3 separate regions of the Sus scrofa genome follow, and regions 2 and 3 are each linked to region 1. The links are chromatin contacts, called in public Hi-C maps. All regions are on one chromosome and are shown on one strand. The core of a region is the stretch at or near the end of the contact, and the rest is flanking DNA. Distances in the headings are between cores, read along the strand shown. Region 1 holds the start of PRICKLE1 (prickle-like protein 1). Region 2 overlaps LOC110260766 (a long non-coding RNA gene). Region 3 overlaps LOC110260765 (a long non-coding RNA gene).

What was found. Hi-C and Micro-C count contacts between places; a contact is called where the count stands out from the background.
Region 2: a contact with region 1 is called in a Hi-C map of fetal heart ventricle, with 2.7 times the contacts expected there. The contact joins the enhancer-like site here to the promoter of PRICKLE1 in region 1. A contact is called at or near these places in 6 of 47 Hi-C or Micro-C datasets (embryonic fibroblasts, epiblast stem cells, fetal heart ventricle and 2 more).
Region 3: a Hi-C map of skeletal muscle shows a contact between it and region 1, with 3 times the contacts expected there. The contact joins the enhancer-like site here to the promoter of PRICKLE1 in region 1. A contact is called at or near these places in 5 of 47 Hi-C or Micro-C datasets (embryonic fibroblasts, fetal skeletal muscle, mesenchymal stem cells and 1 more).

Annotation. Positions count from the first base shown.
Region 1 is chr5:73,825,122-73,828,229 of Sscrofa11.1, reverse strand. PRICKLE1 (prickle-like protein 1) reads left to right here and starts at 1,701. Exons shown (of 8, transcript XM_021092560.1): 1 at 1,701-1,947.
Region 2 is chr5:73,924,364-73,927,471 of Sscrofa11.1, reverse strand. The region is part of intron 1 of LOC110260766 (a long non-coding RNA gene); the gene reads right to left. Among named protein-coding and RNA genes, the nearest start is that of PRICKLE1, 99 kb to the right of the region's middle. Within about 2 kb of position 1,606, at least 1 of the 83 cell types and tissues checked has an H3K27ac peak or open chromatin away from gene starts, as enhancers often do.
Region 3 is chr5:73,901,290-73,904,397 of Sscrofa11.1, reverse strand. All of the region lies in intron 2 of LOC110260765 (a long non-coding RNA gene), which reads right to left. Among named protein-coding and RNA genes, the nearest start is that of PRICKLE1, 76 kb to the right of the region's middle. Within about 2 kb of position 1,552, at least 11 of the 83 cell types and tissues checked have an H3K27ac peak or open chromatin away from gene starts, as enhancers often do. A contact at or near this core is called in embryonic fibroblasts, fetal skeletal muscle and skeletal muscle, where this site is marked.

The sequences.
Region 1 (3,108 bases), core at 452-2,951:
TGGATAAATCATTTTGTTGGTCTTCCCAGAAGTTCTGGATTTTAGGTAAAGCCAAAATTTTACAGCTTAATAGAAGCATTTGTTACCCTGGCAAGATATACAGACCTAACTTAAAAGGGCAACTGCAATAAAATGCTGAGGACCAAGACAGCCTAGGTTGTTTCCCCCAGATTCCCATCAGTTACAAACACCAGGAACAAGTGGAATTATTTCATCTTTCCTGAGGGCTCTGTGATCAGAGGTTTAGAAACTCAGCCCTGAATCTAGAGGGGAGAAAGTTTCTACAGTGCAGGGAGATCTGAATCAGACTTGGAATTACAGAGCCCAGGGCTGAGGCCAAACATTCCCCAAGATTTGTAACATTTCCCCTTCCTCTGCCTTTAGATGTTATTGCTTTAATCCTTTTTTTACATCAACTCTGAATCTGTCGAGAATTCCCTTATTTTATTCCCAATGATAACTGAAACTCGTTATTCTGAAAATTTTTGAAATTGACTCTTTTGATTTTTCTTAAAGAAATAGAAAATGCATCAATCCCCTCTGCCCCTCCCACACATCCTCATCTTTTTGGAAGATGTTACAGTGTCCTAGAGGGTTGTGGAAGGGATTGAGAGGTCAATGAAGCCCCAGCTTTGCAGAGACACCTGTCAAGCTGGGCTCAGCGGCTGCCGCAGAGATGTGCCCTCTGTAACCCCAGGGGACACGGTACCCACACGGTGTGAGACTCCACTGATCTGAAGCTGGAAAGAGCGAGGGGTTTTGAGGTTCTAAGATGACACAGATGTCAGGGTAGAACTTTCAAACAAGCTAAGCCCCAATTCACCCTGAGCGACTTTGCCTGAGAGCCCAGCCCAGGAAACTGGGCAGACTGAAAACATGGAGAGCAGTCAGGCCGATGAAAAATGATCCTCGAGATCAAATTAATGCTTTAAACACGACCTGAAGTGCGCCACGCTAATTTGGATCGGGCCAGGGACATGGCGATGGGCTGAGGTTCTCCTGTGCAGTACCCAGACTTTGAGATTTCGATATGACCAGCACCGTCTAGGAGGGAAGGGAACGGACTAAAAGCCAAATCTTTGGTTGCTTGCTCCGAGGTGGAGACAGCCCAGAGGGGGGTTACACAAGGTAGGATCGAGTCCAAGCGGGCCCCCAGCAAGGCGAGGCGCGCGCCGGAAGGAATCTAAGTAAGAGTTTAATTAACTCTCCCCGCCCCCGCCCAAGTCAAAGGAAAAGAAACCCAAAGAGGCAACCCCCAAATCGTTTGATCAGAGGAAATTGGGTTTGTCTTTTCCCCCCCTTTCACCCTTCCTGTCTTTCCATCCATCAGAATGGTTTGTTTAAAAAAAAAAAAAAAAAGAAGAAGCCTTTAAAAGGGGGGGGGCGGGGCAGAGGAGACGACCCAACAGCACTTGAGAATCTGGGTTGTGCCCTTGCGAACTTCGTGCAACAGATCCCTGGCGCCCAGCTCAGCCCTCCCGCTGCGCCAAGCAAGTCCTGCACGCCCGGCCTCCCCGCGCCCTCTGCAGCAGGAGCCGGGAGCAGATCTTGCCTCTCGTGGCCGAGCAGGGGGCGCGTGGGCGCGCGAGCGTCCCGGATCCCGCGGCGGCATCCGCGCTCCGCGTTTTCGCTCGCGCCGGGCCCGCGGCCGAGGACGGGGTGCGCGGTGGCGCGGCGCGGGCTGGGCTGCGGGGCGCACTCTGCCTGCAACCCAGCGAGCGCCGCCTCCCGCGGCCGCCGCGCCCGACAGCGCGCCCCGGAGCGTGCCCGCCTCGCGCTGCCTGCACTGACCTCCGCGGGGGCGCCGCGGCCGCCCCAGCCACGTCCCGGGCTCCGGATGGTTCGCGTCCTGCCCACCCTCGCCCGCCCCTGACTCCGTGGACCGCAGCTCCGCAGACCCGCCGCGGCGCCGACGACCGTCTAGCCGAGTCCGGCTCCCTCGCCCGGGTGAGTGGGCTCCGCAGAAGGGCTACGGGTGCGGCGGTGGGGGGCGAGCGCGCAGGGGAAGGGCCGGGCAAGGTCCGCGTCATTGCGGGGGGTCATTGGCACCCAGGCTGGGTTGGTGTCGCAGAAAATGGGGGAGATGGGTATAATTGGTTTGTTGGGTTGTGTAGACAGCGAAAGCAGATACTGGGGCTGCAGTACCAAGAGGGCTTCGGATAGGCTGCACGCACGGCTCCGGTTTGCTGCATCACAACCAACTCTTGATTCTCTCCTGCGGGGAAACCCGCTCAGTGGCCCCAGAGTTAGGGCTCTGCGGGACGCAACGAGGCCAGGAAGGTTGGCCTGTGTCCGCCGCTTAGGATCGCCTGTCACCTACTGGCGTCCGCGGGGAGGGTGCGGATTCTCTCCTAAGGCTCTGGGGGAAAGGACCGATTGCTTTTTGGCTGGGGTGCACCAGCTCCCCGCTCCCCTCCCGCCCCAGCAGTGGTGTTTTCTGAATGTAACACGGATATGGGAAAGAATGGGAGCGTCTTCTTCCCTTTAGGGAGAAAAAGTTGAAGAAATCAGGCATGTTAATAATTAGCAGGACCGGGACTCAGGATGCAGCAGAAAGCTGTTAAATTTACATTGCCCTCTAAGAAAAACAAACGGCATCGCCGGCGACTATTGGCAGTGCGGTGTTATTCTGGGGACTTTGGGAAAATTGTCCACAGATTGTCTTGGGGAGGCTGAAGAAGGAGGTGGGGGTGGGGGAAGGATGGCTGGCTCCGCAGAGTTCCAGCTTGCCTAAGGAGGACTCAGAATCACAAGCCAAACACGTTTGGTTGCTGATTTTGAAGAGTATGGGAAGCAGCTGTTGTGGCCCTGAGCAAGGTGAGGAAGCCAGCACGGGAACTGCCTAAAGGAGAAGAGCCTGTGAGGCTCCTGCCTCTCCGGAGGAGTTCAGATGCATCTGTGCTATAAAAAGCGTGGGTATATATGTGGCTTTTCCTATGGCTTTTATGAAGGACAGGGTGTAGGTAATGAAATTCTGTGTGTGCCTGCGGTACAGTTTTGCCGACCTCCCAATTTGAATCAGTACTTCGGAAGGCAGTGTCTGCAGCCGACGTTACATAATTGATGTGGTTCCCCATCAGATATATTTTTTAATATGCTTCTGGAGTA
Region 2 (3,108 bases), core at 357-2,856, 99 kb before region 1:
CTCTATAAGAGGGGAGGCTTTTTGTCTGTCTTGTAAAAACAATAGAACACAATCTGGCTAACAGAAGATACCGCAAAATATATGAGGAATAAAAAAAGGGAAATGAAGAGAAAATGGTGATGAAGGGACTATTTGCAGATTCTTTAAGTTTTACAATCCAGAGGTGGAGACTGTTTCAGTCCATCTCCCCATCATATACCTATACCTAGCAGAGTAAGATCATGATTAATGTTTGTTAAATGAATGCATGTACAAATTCTACTCTTAGGCCCAGCCTGCTGGTCCCTATGGCCCTCAGAGACTTAACCCGAGGGTATCTTAGGAATGTCAGTGGGAAGCAGTTCAAGCCAGACATCATATATCTTCCTTGTGCCTATGAGGCTGCAGTCCTCAAATTTAGTGTGCATAGGCATCACCAGGGGAAAGGATTGTTGCAATCCCTGTTCTCGGTCCTCACTGTAGGCAATACAGGATTAGTAAGATGGGTGGGGCCTTAGAATCTGCATGTTTAGTTAGACTTTCTAGATATCCTTCATATGGGATATTGAGGACCACACTTTGAGAAACTCCCATTAAAGTCTTCACCTTGAGAAAATATGGTTAAGAGTTAGTCTCTTCCCACAAGCTGAAATATGACAATCTGATTGAAGAGATAGGACAGTAAATTCTGAGGGGTCCAAATCAAGATAGTAAAGTAGGAAGATCCTGAGGTGCCCTCTCCCATGGACACACCAAAACTACATCTAAATATAGAACGACTATCTCTAAGACATGAGGATTAGCAGAACAGATTTTCTACAATTAAAGATATAAAGAAAAGGCCACATCAACACAGGTAGGCGGGACAAAGATGCAATTTGGTCAGAACCAATACCCATGGTAGAGCAACTCACAAGTGGGAGGGATGTCACAAGCATGGAGGCCATCCTTCAGGAGAAAGGGGTCCAAGGCCCACATCCAACTCCCAGCCTGAGTTACCTGCACTAGGAAGACAAGACACCATGGTGAATGTCTCTGAAAACTAGTGGTGCTTACATCCAGGAGAGCCAGAAATCTGCACAAATGACTCTGCTCTTGCAGTTCTTGAACACAAACTCACTTGCTCCAAATTCCAGCATGGAGGCAGCAGGTTGAAAAGTGCCTATATCATATGAGAAGGAAATTTATTGACTAATTATAGGGCATGTGCCAGAGGGCAGGGATATGCTAGAACTTTCTCTCTGAGCAAAAGCACTGAAGGGTGCCATTTATTTTACTCTCCTTCCACCTAACTAATACCATGTGCACTGCTCCAGCATCTCTTGAGAACCAGTCCCACCCAACCCACTTGCTGTGGTTGGCCCCACCAAAGCAGTTCCAACCCCACCCCGCCTGGCAAGCTGTGTCACTCTGCACTGATGCCCCTCTAAAGTGGCATCACATGCCAGCATGCCTGCAATAGTTGCAGCCAGGCCTCACAGCCAGTCATGCTAGGAGCAAGCCCTTCACATCAGCATGCCTGCGACAGTCACAGCCAGACTGCTCAGCCAGCTGGCCTGACAAGGGCACTCACAACAAACAGACCCAATCACAACAGGAGGGTGCACGAAGCCCACAGAGGGGATTCCACCTGGAACACCTGGCTCTGGTGACCACAGGGATGGCTACACTGAGCCCCACAGAACACCTTCCTCATAAGGTCACTCTTTCAAGACTGGAAGCTATAGCTAAAGTACCTAATACAAAGAAACAAATACAAAGAGTTATGCAAAATGAGTAGAAAAAGGAAGACCTTCCAAATGAAAGAATGAGATAAAGCCTTAGAGAAAGAGAACTGAAAAAAAAAAAAAAAAGCAGATAAATATTTCAAAGGTATAGTCATAAAAATGCCAACCAAACTGGAGAGAAGAATGAATGAATTCAGTAAGACCTTCAACAAAGAAATATAAAATATAAAAAAGCAATTATAATGGAAAAATACCACAGTAGAAATGAAAAATATAATAAAGGGATCAATAGCAGATTAAAGGATGTGAAAGAACAGATCAGGAATCTGAAGACCTAGTAGTATAAATCATCTAGTCAGGATAGCAAAAAAAAAAATAATAATAATAATAATAATAATAATTAAAAAAAATGATAGTTTAAGGGACCTCAAGCATACTAGTATTCTAATATTCACATTATAGGGGACCCAGAAGGAGAAGAGTGATAGAAAGGGTCAGAGAATTTATTTGAAGACATAAACCTGAAAATATCCTTAACCTAGTAAAGGAAACAGACATTTGGTCCAGGAATCAAAGAGAGGTGTACACAAGATGCACCCCAAGAAACCCATGCCAAGGCACATTATAATTAAAATGTCAAAGGTTAAAAATAAAACGAGAATCTTAAAAGCACCAAGAAAAAACAACTAGTTATGTACAAGGGGATCTCCATAAGACTACCAGATTCTTTTTCAGCAGAAACTTTGCAGGCCCGAAGGGAGTGGCATGATATACCCAAGGTGCTAAAAGTACAACCAAGAATACCTACCCAACAAGGTCATTATTAAGAATTGAAGGAGAGATGAAGAGTTTCCCAGATAAACAAAAGCTAAAACAGTTCGCTACCACTAAACCACTTTTACAAGAAATTTAAAGGATTTCTTTAAATGGAAAAGGAAAGGTCACTACAAGAAATAGGAAAACTATGAAAGAAAAAAATCTCACTGATAAAGGCAAACATAAAGCTATTGTGAGGTTTTCTTAAAAATAGTAAAATTTTGTGTGTGTACAATAGGAAGTTGAGACTTCCAAAATTAAAAGATGTAACGTAAAATGTCAAAAACATAAAACATGGAGGTGGGAATAAAATTTAAGACTTTTAGAGTGTATTTGGACTTAAGACATCATAAACTTAAAATAGACACTTATATATATAGGATATAACATATGAACCGCACAGTAGCCAAAAATCTATAATAGATATACAAAAAATAAAGAGAAAGGAATCTAAACATAACACTAAAAATAGTCATCAAATCATATGAGAGCAAAGACAGCAATGTAGAAGAACTACAAAAACAACTAGGAAATAATTTTTTAAATGGCAATAAGAACACACCTATCAATAATTATTTTAAATGTA
Region 3 (3,108 bases), core at 303-2,802, 76 kb before region 1:
CAGCCATCAGGGACAGAGGGCACAAGGGACTTAGAGCAGAACTGACCTTAAGACAAAGTTCTTATCAGACGAGGACGAAGGCGTTCTGCCCACAAAGACCAGGCAACTGGGTGCGAGAAACAACTGAGGGGAAAATCAGTTGTGCTCAGCAGAAGCCAAATCCACTTCATCAGGCAGAGACATTACAGAGGCAGCTGGAAATGAGGGAACGATAGGGAAACTGGGGGAGAAAGGGTAGATCTGGGAGTTGTTCACATAGAGAAATAGGAACCGTGTCTGGGGTGCCGTCAGAGCTAATTACTCGATCACTCTGTGGAGTGAAACATTTTGCAAACGGAAGAGGATTATCATTGTTCTATCTGTGCCTCATTTCCCTCACCACTAATGAGAACTCCGAGTGAGTTTCTCAAGCTTTGCTACATTTCCCGTCTTTGGTGATCTCGTAACACCAGATCTTTCCTTCACCCCAGGCATTTCCTTCAGAAAATTCCTTTCATATAACCAAATCGGTCCTGGTATGTATGACAGGATAAAAAGATGCCACTGTTGCATGCGTCTGGAGTGGTATGCTGTAAAATTTTCCAAAATTAGGAGTTCCCTGGTGGCCTAGTGGTTAAGGATCCAGTGTTGTCACTGCAGTGACTCAAGTTTGATCCCTGGTCTGGGAACTTCCATATGCTACAGATGTGGCCAAAAAAATAATAATTAAATAGCCAGATGATGTCGCTTTGCGTTGTCTTCATAAAAACTATTATTCTTCTGAAGGCACACATCACTTGGCAGGCACCAGTAGGGAAGAGGAACTGCAAACTAATAAATTCAATATTTATAAGAATCATATGACAACTCCCTACATGATCACAACCCCCACTACACAAGCAACAGCTAAGAGAGAGGCAGCCAGTGGGTGTTTAAATACAGGTTCTGGGGTCAGGGAACTCAGGTTTGAGCCCAGTTCCAGGGCTTAGTCACCTAATTTAGCAATTTGGCTCATTGTTTAAACTCTCTAGGCCTCAATTTCTTCATCTATTAAATGGGTGTAGTAATAGTATCTGCCTCATAAAGGTATTATTGGGAGGATTAAATGAGAATGCACGCCAAGCCCTTAGCACAATGCCTGGCTTAATAAATACTAGCTATTATTATTTAGAGAATTGCTCCAACTCTCTGTTTTTCTGTCTCTTAAGTACTAACCTTTCACTCCAATCTGCTCACTTCCATCCACCTCCAAGCCACAGCAATATCCATCAATCCACATCTATTTCTGGAACCAGAAGGCATCTCGTGAGTTGTGTAACCAGTCAAGGATGCCCACTAAGGACATGCCAGACCTTCTGGACACCAGTGGTGTTGAAAAATCACACCTCATTGAGAACAACAGACCCACTCTAAACGTCTCGTGTCCCAGAAGAGCAAACGGAGGCCCAGAAAGGCGAAGCATCTTTGGGGCCATAACACCGTTCTCAAGGCCTGATTATGGACAGACCTGGCTCAGGCCTGAGAATGGCTGCCAAGTGTCTTGACTCTGATTGCACAATTTTGGCACCACTTCAGGCTGCCTTATGGAATTCAACAAGCATTTCCTGAGAAACCACAGGAAGGGTCATGAAGGCGAACAAGATGGTGACCCTGCCAAGAATGGTACTGAAACCTAATCAGGGAAACAGGCATTGGCAGTGTTAAGAATTCTAAGAGAAGTGCCAACAAAGTGCTAAGCAGTTTTAAGTGCTGCCTCTAACTCATGAAACGCTCATGAAACAGGTAAATTTCTACGAGACTTTAAAGGCTAGGGGGTAAAAGGAGCCATTCTTGGTAGAATAAATCATTTGCGCTCTAGAGAGAGGTTATCATATTCTTGAACAGGGAGCTGCCTGGCAGCAGAGAGGAAGCAAATCCGATTAGTATCCATGAGGATGTGGGTTCGATCCCTGGCCTCGCTCAGTGGGTTAAGGATCTGGCATTGCCGTGCGCTGTGGTATAGTTCACAGACATAGCTCTCACCCCGTGTTGCTGAGGCTGTGGTGTGGAGGCTGGCAGGTACATCTCCAATTCTACCCCTAGCCTAGGAATTTCCATATGCCACGAGTGCGGCCCTAAGAAGCAAACAAACAAAAAAATATTCTATTGAACAGATGAAGGAGATGAACTATAGAACGGAAACAGCGGGGTCTAGGAAAAGCCAATTGTCCAAGACGCAAAGAGGATAAAGCCCTTCTATTCTCTCCCCGTGAGCTGAGGTGTAGGTTGCAGATGCGGCTCAGATCCCTCGTTGTTGCGGCTCTGGCTTAGGCCGGCGGCTACAGCTCCGATTGGACCTCTAGCCTGGGAACCTCCACATGCCATGCGTGCGGCCCTAAAAAGACAAAAAGACCCCCCTAAAAAAAATAGAAATAGAAATACAAACATATACATACAAAATTTGAAACTGGGATTTATGGATAATAGTTGCAATCGTAGAGCAGCCTCAGCACCAAATTTGTTTATGTATTGTTTTGATTGTGCAGAATCAAGAAAAATTCTAATTGAGAAAACTAAGGAGTAGGTTCCTGCTGTGGTGCAGAGGAAATGAATCTGATTAGTATCCATGAAGATGCAGGTTCCATCCTTGGCCTTGATCAGAGGGTAGGGGATCTGGCATTGCCGCAAGCTGTGGTGTAGGTCTCAGACAAGGCTCGGATTATAGGCCAGCAGCTATAGGTCTGATGTGACCCCTAGCCTGGGAACTTCCATATGCTGCACGTATGATGACCCGAAAAAGAAAAAGAAGGAACTTCAGGGTTGCTTTTGTTTTGGGTTTGGTTTGGTTTGAACCTACAAGATTTCCTGAGATACACAGATCCTGAAGGCTTTGTATAAATTTTATTTCAAATTTGAACAGGTAAGTCATACACTTATCACAAATATAGATCCAAAGGCTGCCTTCTTTTTTTTTTCAATTGAAGGATAATTTCCAATATTATGTTAGTTTCAAGTATACAGCAAAGTGATTCAGTTATACACATACACACACTTGCATATATATATAAATATATATTTTCTTTGTCAGGTTCTTATCCATTATAGGTTATTACAAGATATTGAGTACAGTTCCTGGTACTATACTGTAGG